Regions from separate parts of the Sus scrofa genome. Here region 2 is linked to region 1. Evidence: chromatin contacts called from public Hi-C data. All regions are on one chromosome and are shown on one strand. The core of a region is the stretch at or near the end of the contact, and the rest is flanking DNA. Distances in the headings are between cores, read along the strand shown. Region 1 holds the start of RGS14 (regulator of G-protein signaling 14). Region 2 has its middle 16 kb from the start of NSD1.

Region 1 (5,310 bases), core at 2,080-4,579:
GTGACAGGTGTTCTCTGATGGCGACAGCACACATCCATCTTCTCCCTCCATCCTCACATCCCGACTTTGTCTGGCAGGTATTATTACTCCCATTTCACAGGTGAGAAACCTAGGCCCAAAGAACTCACACAGCTGGGAAGTGGCTGAGCTGAAATTAGTTCCTGACTCTGGAACCCGAGTCTCTGGTCTACTGAGCTGCCTCTCTGGATGGACAGGAGACATACCAGGGAGAAGGGAGGCCCAGGGCCTCACCCCTTGCAGCACAGATGGGAGAAACAGACTGGAGGGAAAGGGTCCAGGGACTCCGGGTGAGTTCTGCCCTCTGGAGGGGTCCGACTGCGAAGGGAGGGCTGATTTTCTGAGCATCTTCTAGGCAGGGCCCTCTCTACCATCATCTCATTTCATCCTGGCTTGGGGATACTGGGGCCCCAAGATACTTTCTGGGTAAGCCTGCAGAAAACCCTGGCTGCCTCATTCTTCAGCTCGAGGCAGGCCTGTGCAGCCCCAGGCTGGACTCCAGGAATGTAGGCTGAGGTACAGTGGGCTCTGCCCACGGAGAATGATTAACTGCGCCTCTCCAGGCTTCAGCCTCTCCAGCCCTTGAGCTCTGTCCCTGTTCACACACCCTGTTTTCCTGCATGCATTCCTTTCCCCACGCTGTTCCCTCCTCTGGCTGGCACATCTTTTTAGGACATCGTCAATGCCAACTATGCAGGAAGTGAGTGGTGAAGTTAGTTCTCCCTCCCAGGTCCGCCTCCAGCTTTCTCTATCCCTGACCCCACCCTCCACTCTCACCCAAACCTGGATTTGATTCTGCTCTTCGTGCCTGTGCCTTTGCTGTCCTCCAACAGACCCAGAGCTGTTTGAGGGCCAGGGATAGGGTGACGGGCCTGGGTCTTGATGCCCCGGATAGGGCCAGCACTGAGCGAGCCCTGAGGAGGGGTTGCTGAATGAATGAGTGAGTGACCAAATGAAGGGGCGAGATTGGGGCTGTATGGAGGCATGTCTGGGAGGGGCTGAGAGCCATCTCTAAGTGACAGGTTTCATTGCAGCTGCCTGACTAGCTGAGTGGCAGAAAGATGAGGCTGACACATGAAGCTGCCTTGGCAGGGAACGATGGTGGTGGCGGGTGCGGGTGGCGGCAGGGGGAGGTGGGGGAGGACAGAGCCAGGCAGTTCTGGGGGGTGGAGGGGCCCTGGCACGGAGTCAGATTGGTCCATTCAAACGTGACTCCCTCTACTTGCCAGCTGCCCTCAGCTTGTCATGTACTCCATTGAGCTTCCGTCAAGAGGCAGCTCATGGAAGGAGACTGACAGCTGGCCCACAGATGCTGATGCCTGTTGTCCCTCCCTGTCTCAGCTGAGCATGGTCTCAGAAAGCTGCCCAATGGCCAGCAAGTGGCCAAGCAGTAACCCTTGGGATTCCAAGAGGCAGCACAGAGAGTTTAGAATGAGCCTGGGAAGAGCAAAGATAAAGCTGCGTGTGAAAGTCTCGGAAAGGGGCCAGGGCATCTGTGGGCTTGCCAGGGCTGGGAGCAGAGCTTGGGTGCCCTCCCTCCTCTGAATGACCTTCGAGCATAGTATCTATGTGTTGACATGGGACGGGCAAGGGCTGGATCTGTCTCTGGCCCCCTCAGCTGCCCTGCTGTTCTGGGCACTGCTTGGAAGCATCTACCCAGCTGCCCTCTGGGGTGGGTGTGGGAGTGGGCATGTTCCCCCTTGGCCTGGATGCCCGGGGAGGAGTGAGCCAAGTGTCATGCCTCCGGAGTGGGAATGCGAGGCCCACCGGTGCTTGAACTTTCAAAGTTAGGTTGATGGTATAGATAGCGGTAGGGGGGAGGGATTGGGCCAGCTTGGAGGGGTTCATCTCTCTCCCACCCAATAAAGAGATGCTGGAGGAAGGGGTGTAGAGATAGGTCTTGGGAATTAGGAGGAGGAGCGGGGGTTGAGGTGGTGGCTCAGCTTCATGGTGAAGCAGAGTGTCCTTGAAGAGGGGCTGAGAATGGAGTGGGGGGCATTGGGGCTGACAGTTATAGAACCCCCACAATGGATCAGGGGCCTCATATTCATCATTTGGCTTAATCATCTAAACAAGCCTTTGAAATCCATTCCAAACTTCTCATTTTTATAGAGGAAGAATCTGAGGGTCAGAGAGGACCCTCTAGCCAGGGACAACTGAGCTGAGATTGGAAACCACATCTCTCTGGACCCACTGGCTTTGTCCCACAGTACTAGGCTGGGGCTGTGTAAGAAACTAGGACACTGTCTGGACTTCCCAGAGTTTTTAGGAGGGACTGGGGTTCTGCCAAGTGGGCTGTTGTCCTAGGGATAGAAGAAGAGAAGCCCCGGCACAGCCTGTCTCATCTGCTGAATGAATAAAGAAGCTGGACTCTAAGAGCAGCTCTAACCCAGATGCCAAACAGCCAGGGAGAGGTTTGGGGGAGGGGGCAGCAGCCAGGGGCATCCCAGTACCCAGCTCCCCCTACCTTTCCTAGTGGTCCAGGAATAGAACAGACAGAAGCTGTATCAACTTGGCCTGACCCTGCAGACCCATCCCTGGCTGCCAAAGGGCTCCTAGTTCTGGCAGGAAGCCTCGGGAACAGGTCTAGGGGGAGGGCAGTGACCCAGCAAGGGCTGCCCCTTACCTGACCTTGAGCATCAGGACATGGGGGGCGATATTGCTGAGGCCGAGTGAGGTATGGGAGCTCAGGCCAGTATAGGGGGTGTCAAGGGGCAAAGGCCATGCCCAGTCTCCCTGCTACCCCAGGTGATGCCAAAGTAGCAAGGAAGAGAGCAGTGGGGACTGGGCCAGAAGCCTCTCCTCTAGTCTCATCCCCAGGGCGGCCCCAGGTCCCCCAGCAGAGCCATCTGGAAGGTCCTGTGGTGAGGGCACCAGGTCCCACCACCTGCTGCTATCTGTCCCCAACTTCTCCCGCCCGCTGGCAGCACACAGGCTGTTGCCCAGCCCTACCGGGTGTGCCTCTCGGGCTCCACCCTGGGTGTACCCACCTCCTCCCCGTGGGCCTGGCCTAGAGCCCACACTCACCATGCGTCCGTTGGGGACGCCCAGGTGCTTGGGCTTCCCCGGCATGCCGCTGCTCTTCACGGGTCCCTGCCACGGGAGGCGCCCACCATGGGGACTTCGGGCAGCGCCGGTCAGAGCTTTCACGGTGATGGGCAGGCGGCAGAGAGAGCCCAGCTCCGCTCCTGCGGGCCCTCACATCCTGAAACACCAGCTCACTACCTCTTTTCTCTGCCACAGGAAGCGTCTCTATAGAAACCGAACCACAGAAAGAAGCAAGGTCTAAGAGAGCGAATGCTTCTTCCTACATTCACACACACACACACACACACACACACACACACATGCACACGCACACGCACACACACATTCACGCGCCCGCGCGCACATGCTGCCAACACACCCTTGGCAGTGCTCTACTCAGGCACCAACACAGAGCAGGGGCCTCTGTGTGCCCAGCGAGGAGCCCAGCCTGGTCTGGCGCAGACCGGGGAGCTCCATAGGCATGTCTGGGCACAGAAGTGCCTGTTCACACACCTGGAAAACTTTGTACACCCTGCTGGGGCTTCTGTGGACATGGGAACTTGTGCACCAGGACCTGAATGTCCACTCGTCTACATTACTCAGCACACACCTATCCCACACCTGCTGTGTGCTGAGCATGCACACACTCAGTGCCCCTCCCCCTGGCAGCTGGGTGCATTACTACCTCTGTCCTGAGACACCTTTGGGCTCTCCCTCCCAGGTCTATGCCCAGGTGTACAGACAAATGGATACATCTCATGCATGGTCACATACACACAAGATCCTTCAGGTGTGCGGGTTCTCCCTTGTCAGGTATACCTGGGCCTTCAGTCATGAGTGTGCCCAGTCCCTCGGACAGATGCATGTGACAGGCACACCTGCACAAGGCACATATGAACCCAGTGACCTTTGCAACCAGGTGTGCACGTGCTTGCCCAGCTGGGCAGGGAATGGACCAGGTGCATCTGTGCCCAAAGATGTGTGTGTGCATTCATAGTCACTCATAAAAGTCCCACTTTTGTGAAGTACTGTTGACTGAAGAGGGGTAGTCTGCCTCCTCAGCCCTGGCCCAGTCCCAGTCCCTTTAGCCAGGGTCCTTATTGGCTTTTTTTTGCCCCCCCCCCTTTTAGGGCCACACCCATGGCATATGGAGGTTCCCAGGCTTTGAGTCGAGTTGGAGCTACAGCTTCTGGCCTACACCACAGGCACAGCAATGTGGGATCCGAGTCACATTTGCAACCTACACCACAGCTCATGGCAACACCAGACCCACTGAGCAAGGTCAGGGACTGAACCCGCATCCTCACGGATACTAGTTGGATTCATTTCTGCTGTGCCACAGTGGGAATTCCCTTTCCCTTTTTTTCCTTTTTTTTTTTTTGGCCATGCCTGTGTCATGCAGAAGTTTTTGGGCCAGGGATCGAACCTGAACTACAGCAGTGACCTGACCCATGACAATGATAATGCCAGATCCTTAACCCACTGAGCCGCCAGGGAAATCCCTGGCCTCTTTCTTACATATGTATGTACCCACGAAGACTTGTATTTTACTGAAGTTTGGGCTTTCCTAGAGCCCTGAAGTTACCAGGCACTACAGTTTGGGCCCCACTTTCTGCAAGGAAAAGGTGACACCCCATCTTTCGTATTCTACCCTCTATTCCACTCCCCCTTCCTTCTAAGGCCATGACTTGAATATTTCAGAAGCAGAAAATAAGTGACTCTTCACCATAAATTCAGGTCCTTTTCCTCCTGGGCACATTGCTAAACTTTAATTTCCCAGGCTTCCTCACAGTCAGGTGTGGCTATGTGCTGCCTAGTTCCTACCAACTGAACGCGAGTGGAGTGATGACGTGTACCAAGGCTATCGGGTGCTCTGTGCCCTCTGCCTTCTCTCCTTCCCCTTTAGCTGGCTGGATACAGGAGATGACGAAGCCCTAGGGGATGGTGGAGCCGTAAGAAGGAAGGAGCCTGGGCCTCTGCATTTGTGTAAGAAGGCAAGTCCACAGGCACCAAAAACACAAGCTTTGGACAGTTAAGGGAGAGAGAAAAATTATCTTGTTCAAGCCATTGTATACATTAGGGTTTACTTTTTTTTGGTCTTTTGTGTTTTTAGGGCCGTACCTGCAGCACATGGAGGTTCCCAGGCTAGGGGTCTAATCAGAGTTGTAGCTGCCGGCCTACACCACAGCCACAGCAACTCTGGACCCTTAACCCACTGAGCGAGGCCAGGGATCGAACCCACAATCTCATGGTTCCTAGTCCGAT
Region 2 (5,603 bases), core at 1,485-3,984, 240 kb after region 1:
AACAGTCTAAATATAAGACTGGATACTATAAAACTCTTAGAGGAAAACAGGCTGAACACTCTTTGGCATAAACCGCAGTAATACCTTCTCAGATTCACCCCTAGAGTAGTGAAAATAAAAACAAAAATAAACAAATGGGACCTAAATAAACTTAAAAGTTTTTGCACAGCAAAGGAAACCATAAACAAAATGAAAAGACAACCCACAGAATGGGAGAAAATACTTGCAAATGAAGTGACGGACAAGGTATTATTTCCAAAATATACAAACCTACTGCAGCACAATTAAAAAAAAAAAAAAAAAAAAAAAACAAAACAAAAAAAACAGGAGTTCCCATTGTGGCTCAGCAGGTTAAGAACCCAGCTAGTATCCATGAGGCTGCGGGTTCGACCCCTGGCCTTGCTCAGTGGGTTAAAGGATCCAGTGTTGCCATGAGCTGTGGTGTAGGTTGCAGATGCAGCTCGGATCCAGTGTTGCTGTGGTGTAGGCCAGCAGCTGCAGCTCTGATTGAACCCCTAGCCCAGGAACTTCCACACGCTGTTCCTGTGACTCTAACCCACCCCCCAAAAAAAACAAAAAAACCCAAACAACCCAATCAAAAAATGAGCAGAAGATCTAAATAAGCATTTCTCCAAAGAAGACATACAGATAGCCAAAAACCACATGAAAAGATACTCAACATCACTAATTACTAGAGAAATGCAAATCAAAACTACTACAAGTTACCATCTTACACCAGCCAGAATGGTCATCATCAAAAACCCTACAAACAGGAGTTCCCATTGTGGTTCAGCAGGTTAAGAATCCAACTAGAGGAGTTCCCGTCGTGGCGCAGTGGTTAACGAATCTGACTAGGAACCATGAGGTTGCGGGTTTGATCCCTGGCATTGCTTAGTGGGTTAAAGATCCGGCGTTGCTGTGAGCTGTAGTGTAGGTTGCAGACGCGGCTCGGATCCAGCATTGCTGTGGCTCTGGTGTAGGCTGGCGGCTACAGCTCCAATTAGACCCCTAGCCTGGGAACCTCCATATGCCTCGGGAGCGGCCCAAGATTATGGCAAAAAGACAAAAAAAAAAAAAAAAAAAAAAAAAAGAATCCAACTAGAATCCTAGAGGATGTGGGTTGAATCCATGGCCTTGCTCAGTGAGTTAAACATTGCTATGAGCTGCAGCATAAGTTGCAACACAGCCCATGTTGCTGTGGCTGTGGCGTGGGCCAACAGCTACAGCGCCAACTCCACCCCTAGCCTGGGAACTTCCATATGCTGCAGGTGTGGCCCTAAAAAGCCAAAAAACAAAAACAAAACAAAACAAAAAAAACTGCAATCTAAAAATAGAACTACCAGGAGTTCCTGTGGTGGCTCGGTGGTTAAGGAATCCAACTAAGAACCATGAGGTCGTGGGTTCGATCCCTGCCCTTGCTCAGTGGGTTAAGGATTCAGCGTTGCTGAGAGCTGTGGTGTAGGTCGCAGACACGGCTCAGATCCCAAGTTGCTGTGGCTCTGGCGTAGGCTGGCAGCTACAGCTTCGATTCGACCCCTAGCCTAGGAACCTCCACATGCCACAGGAGCGGCCCTAGAAAAGGCAATAAATAAATAAATAAATAAAATTTAAAAAATAGAACTACCATCTGATCCAGCAATCCCACTCCTGAACATCTATCAGGAGAAAACCGTAATTCAGAAAGATACCTGTACGCCAAAGTTCACTGCAGCACTATTTATAATAGCCAAGACCTGGAAGGAACCTAAATGCTCATTGAAAGAGGAATGGATGAAGAAGATGTGGTACATATAATACAGTGGAGTATTAGCCGTAAAAAAGAATGAAATAAAGCCATTTGCAGCAACATGGATGGACCTGGAGATTGTCATACTAATTGAAGTTAGACAGTGAAAGACAAACATCATATGATATCATTTACATGTGGAATCTTAAAAAGGATACAAATGAACTCGTTTGCAGAAGGGGACAGGTGGGAGGCAGGGAGGGAGGGACTGGGGGTTTGGGATTAGCATATGGGCACCGAGGTATATGGAATGATTAGCCAATGGGGACCTACTGTATAGCACAGAGGACTCTACCCAATATCTTGTGATAATCTAGGTGGTAAAAGAATCTGAAAGAGAACTGATGTGTATGCATGTATAACTGAATCACTCTGTTGTACAGCACAAAGAATCACAACGCTGTAAATCAACTAAAGTAAAACTTTAAAAAAATGGGGAAAAAAAATCCCTACCTAACTATTAAGACTCTGCATGCTGTAAATCCCACGATTTTGTATACTCTGTCCTTCCACGGTTTCTATAGGTTAAATTTACCCTGATCAGACCAAGAGGAGGGATCAAGGAGTTGGAAGACTAAAAAAAGCATACAGGCACATTCCTGTGGACAAGAAGTTTACATTCTAGTAAGAGAACAGGAATAAAAAGTAGCCTTAACACAACGCCCTGTGAAATGAGGGATGTGAGTTCCTCAAGGGTAGCTATATCGACAACTGTAAAAAATGTAACCAATGTTTTTGGGAGCTCACCACGTACCAGACACTGGGCTTTACAATCCTCACAAAAACACCGCAGTAGGGATTAGTAGTCCTATTTTACAGATGAGGCTGAACAGTATTAAACACCTGTCGTAGGTCACATGATGCCTGGAACTTGGATCTGTCTTCCTCCAAATCACCACTTTAGACCAGTCAAGATCAAGGGACAAGGATGAACACACCCTAGCGGAGCTGCAGAAGCCAAGAAGGAGATTTAGCAAAAGGACTCCAGGTCGTGGCAGCGGGTAGGCAGGAGCCGGGCGGGGTTGGGGGAGGTCGGGCCTCAGCCTCCGAGTTCCGCAGATTGTTCCGCAGGGGCCGAGAGCCGTTGTACCCAGGCCGCCAGCACTGCCGCCAGACCCCTAGGCAACTCAGGCTTCCGCTCTGGGCCACACGTGGGGCCCCGTTCCTGGGAGAGAGCATCTGATTGGTCCGCTCGGTCAGGTGGCTCCCGCAGGCCAATCAGCAGCAGCCAAGCCGTGGACCGCGCGAGCTGTTCTGCCCGCGTGGAGCTTCGGAAATGGTGATTTTATGCGCTGGGCAGCGCTAGGAAAAGGCCACCCATACCTGGTAATATCTGGCTTGCCCCAGATGTCTCCAGGGTTTGCACTGGCCTTTTGCGCCTATTTGTCTGAATTCGCCATTAGCCTGGCCCCGTTGCTCAGAGATAGAAAAGAGGACTGGGCCGGCCCTCCTCTTGGGCCCTGAGTCCCGCCTTAATGCTTCCTTCAGCTTTTGTGCATCTTTCTCATTTCATTCCTCTGGAGCTGCAATACTTCCTGTCTTCTTACGCCTTCCCGGCAGCCTACAAACGGTGCACTTTCTCCCTCTATTAAAAGAAAGATCTGGAGTTCCCATCGTGGCTCGGTGGTTAATGAACCCCACCAGCGTCCATGAGGGCGTAGGTTCAATCCCTGGCCTCGCTCAGTGGGTTAAGGATCTGGCGTTGCCGGTGGCTACAGCTCCAATTCAACCCCTAGCCTGGGAACCTCCATATGCGGGAGGTGCAGCCCTAAAAGACAAAAAGAAAGACAGAAAAGTCTTTCAGCTCAGCCCTGCCTCTTCTCTCCTCTGCTCACCATGGCCTCCCTTTCTCATCTCTTCACTGGTCCCATTGGCTTCAGATCACCAGCAGTCCCACTCTCTGGTGGCATTTCAAAACCTTTTCTGCTCCACTTTGCAGCATGTGACTCTGTTGACCCTTTGGAACCAACAGGGTTTCCAGAAGCCCCCACTTTTTTCCCCCCTTCTTTCTTTTGGCCACCCTGCAGCCTGTGGAGTTCCCAGGCTAGAGATCAGATCCAAGCCACAGCTGCTACTTAAATCACAGGTGCAGCAATGCAGGATCCTTCACCCACTGTGCTGGGCCAGGAATTGAACCTGCAGTCTGGCGCTGCTAACGCCGATCCCTTTGTGCCACAGCAGGAACTCCCAGAAGCACCACCCGACACACTCTTGTCTAGTCCCTTCCTACCTCTTTCCCAAGCCCTTCTACATCCTGCCCTATCATAAGCATGCCTCCCATTTTTCCTGTCTGGCAGACAGAGGCTCAGTTTGTTGATTGTTTGCCCAGACTCCCTGAGGATCTCGTCTGGCCACTGGCACCCCCTAAATGCCAGTAATTTCTGAACCTCAATCTAGCTGAAAAGAGCTCCAGACTCACTATCTGCATGTCTTATGTGTACTTAAGGTAGATATTTCATTCATTAAATACTTATTAAGGAGATCCCTTGGTGGCTCAGTGGAAACCAATCCAACTAGGAATCATGAGGTTTTGGGTTCGAGCCCTAGTCTCACTCAGTGGGTTGAGGATCTGGCATTGCTGAGAGCTGTAGTGTAGGTCGTAGACGCAGCTCAGATTCTGCCTTGCTGTGGCTGTGGTGTAGGCCAGCAGGTGTAGCTCTGATTGGACCCCTAGCCTGGGAACCTCTAAATGCTGCAGGTACTGTTCTAAAAAGAAAAAAAAATGCTTATTAAGCTATACGGGCTTATTTACAGCATAAGTATTTTATGCTTTTTTTTTTAGCCAGGCTATGACATGTGGAAGTTCCCAGGCTAGGGGTTGAACATGTGCCACAGCAGCAATCCAAGCCACTGCAGTGACAATGCCAGGTCCTTAACCTGCTGAGCCACAGGGGAACTCCTATAGTGTATTTTAAAACACATATTTATATATAAAGTAAGTATATAAGCTTATTGCTGTGTGCCATAAGCTTGGGAGTACTGTGTCACCTGTGACCAGCACACAGTGGCTGCCTCATTACTATGTGCTGAATTCGCGTAGGAACAAATGTCAGCATAGTGCCTGGTACAGAGGGGGTGCTCACAGTTAGCTGCCTCACCCGTCAGCCCAGCTCCTCTCTACTCCAGGGCTGGGAACTGTCCTATTACCTCACCTCCAATGCACAAGTGACATTAGTGAGGTAAATGAGAAAGAAGAGGTGGGAGATCCCTTCTTGACTCAGCAGTTAACAAACCCAACTAAGATCCATGAGGATGCAGGTTTGATCCCTGGCCTTGCTCAATGGGTGAAGGATCCAGAGTTGCCATGAGCTGTGCCATAGGTTGAAAACGCAGCTCAGATCCCACGTTGCTGTAGCTGTGGCATAGGCCAGGAGCTGTAGCTATTTGACCCCTAGCCTGGGAATTTCCATATGCTGTGGGTGCAGCCCTAAAAAGCCAAAAAAAAAAAAAAAAGAAAAAAAAGAAAGAAAGAAAGAAAAAAAAGAAAGAAGAGGAATTCCCACTGTGGCACAACGGGATCAGGGGCGTCTGCAGCACAGGGATGCAGATTCAGTCCCCAGCCTAGCACAGTCAGTTAAGGATCTGGTGTTGCCACAGCTGTGGCATACGTCACAACTATGGCTCACATCTGATTTCTGGCCCAGGAACTCCATATACCGTGGAGCGGGCAAAAAAGAACTCCCAGGGCAGTCTAATCTATCTACTCCACAAGGCAGTGCTGCACAGGAATAGGGAAAGAGAACCAGGAGCTGCCTTCTAGAACAGGCAGCTGCCACAGCCAGAAAGGGAGACATACAGACCATGTGATGATATGGGT

Evidence for each region. A called contact is a pair of places that touch in the nucleus more often than the background predicts.
Region 2: a contact with region 1 is called in a Hi-C map of undifferentiated spermatogonia, with 1.7 times the contacts expected there. The contact joins the enhancer-like site here to the promoter of RGS14 in region 1. A contact is called at or near these places in 8 of 47 Hi-C or Micro-C datasets (alveolar macrophages, embryonic fibroblasts, mesenteric adipose tissue and 4 more) and 1 of 2 datasets of contacts at active chromatin or transcription factors (skeletal muscle).

The regions. Positions count from the first base shown.
Region 1 is chr2:80,586,669-80,591,978 of Sscrofa11.1, forward strand. It overlaps RGS14 (regulator of G-protein signaling 14), which reads right to left and starts at 3,330. Exons shown (of 15, transcript XM_005661452.3): 1 at 3,046-3,330. The coding sequence starts at 3,090.
Region 2 is chr2:80,822,642-80,828,244 of Sscrofa11.1, forward strand. No RefSeq gene overlaps it. Among named protein-coding and RNA genes, the nearest start is that of NSD1, 16 kb to the left of the region's middle. Within about 2 kb of position 2,735, at least 51 of the 83 cell types and tissues checked have an H3K27ac peak or open chromatin away from gene starts, as enhancers often do. A contact at or near this core is called in alveolar macrophages, retroperitoneal adipose tissue, skeletal muscle and 2 more, where this site is marked.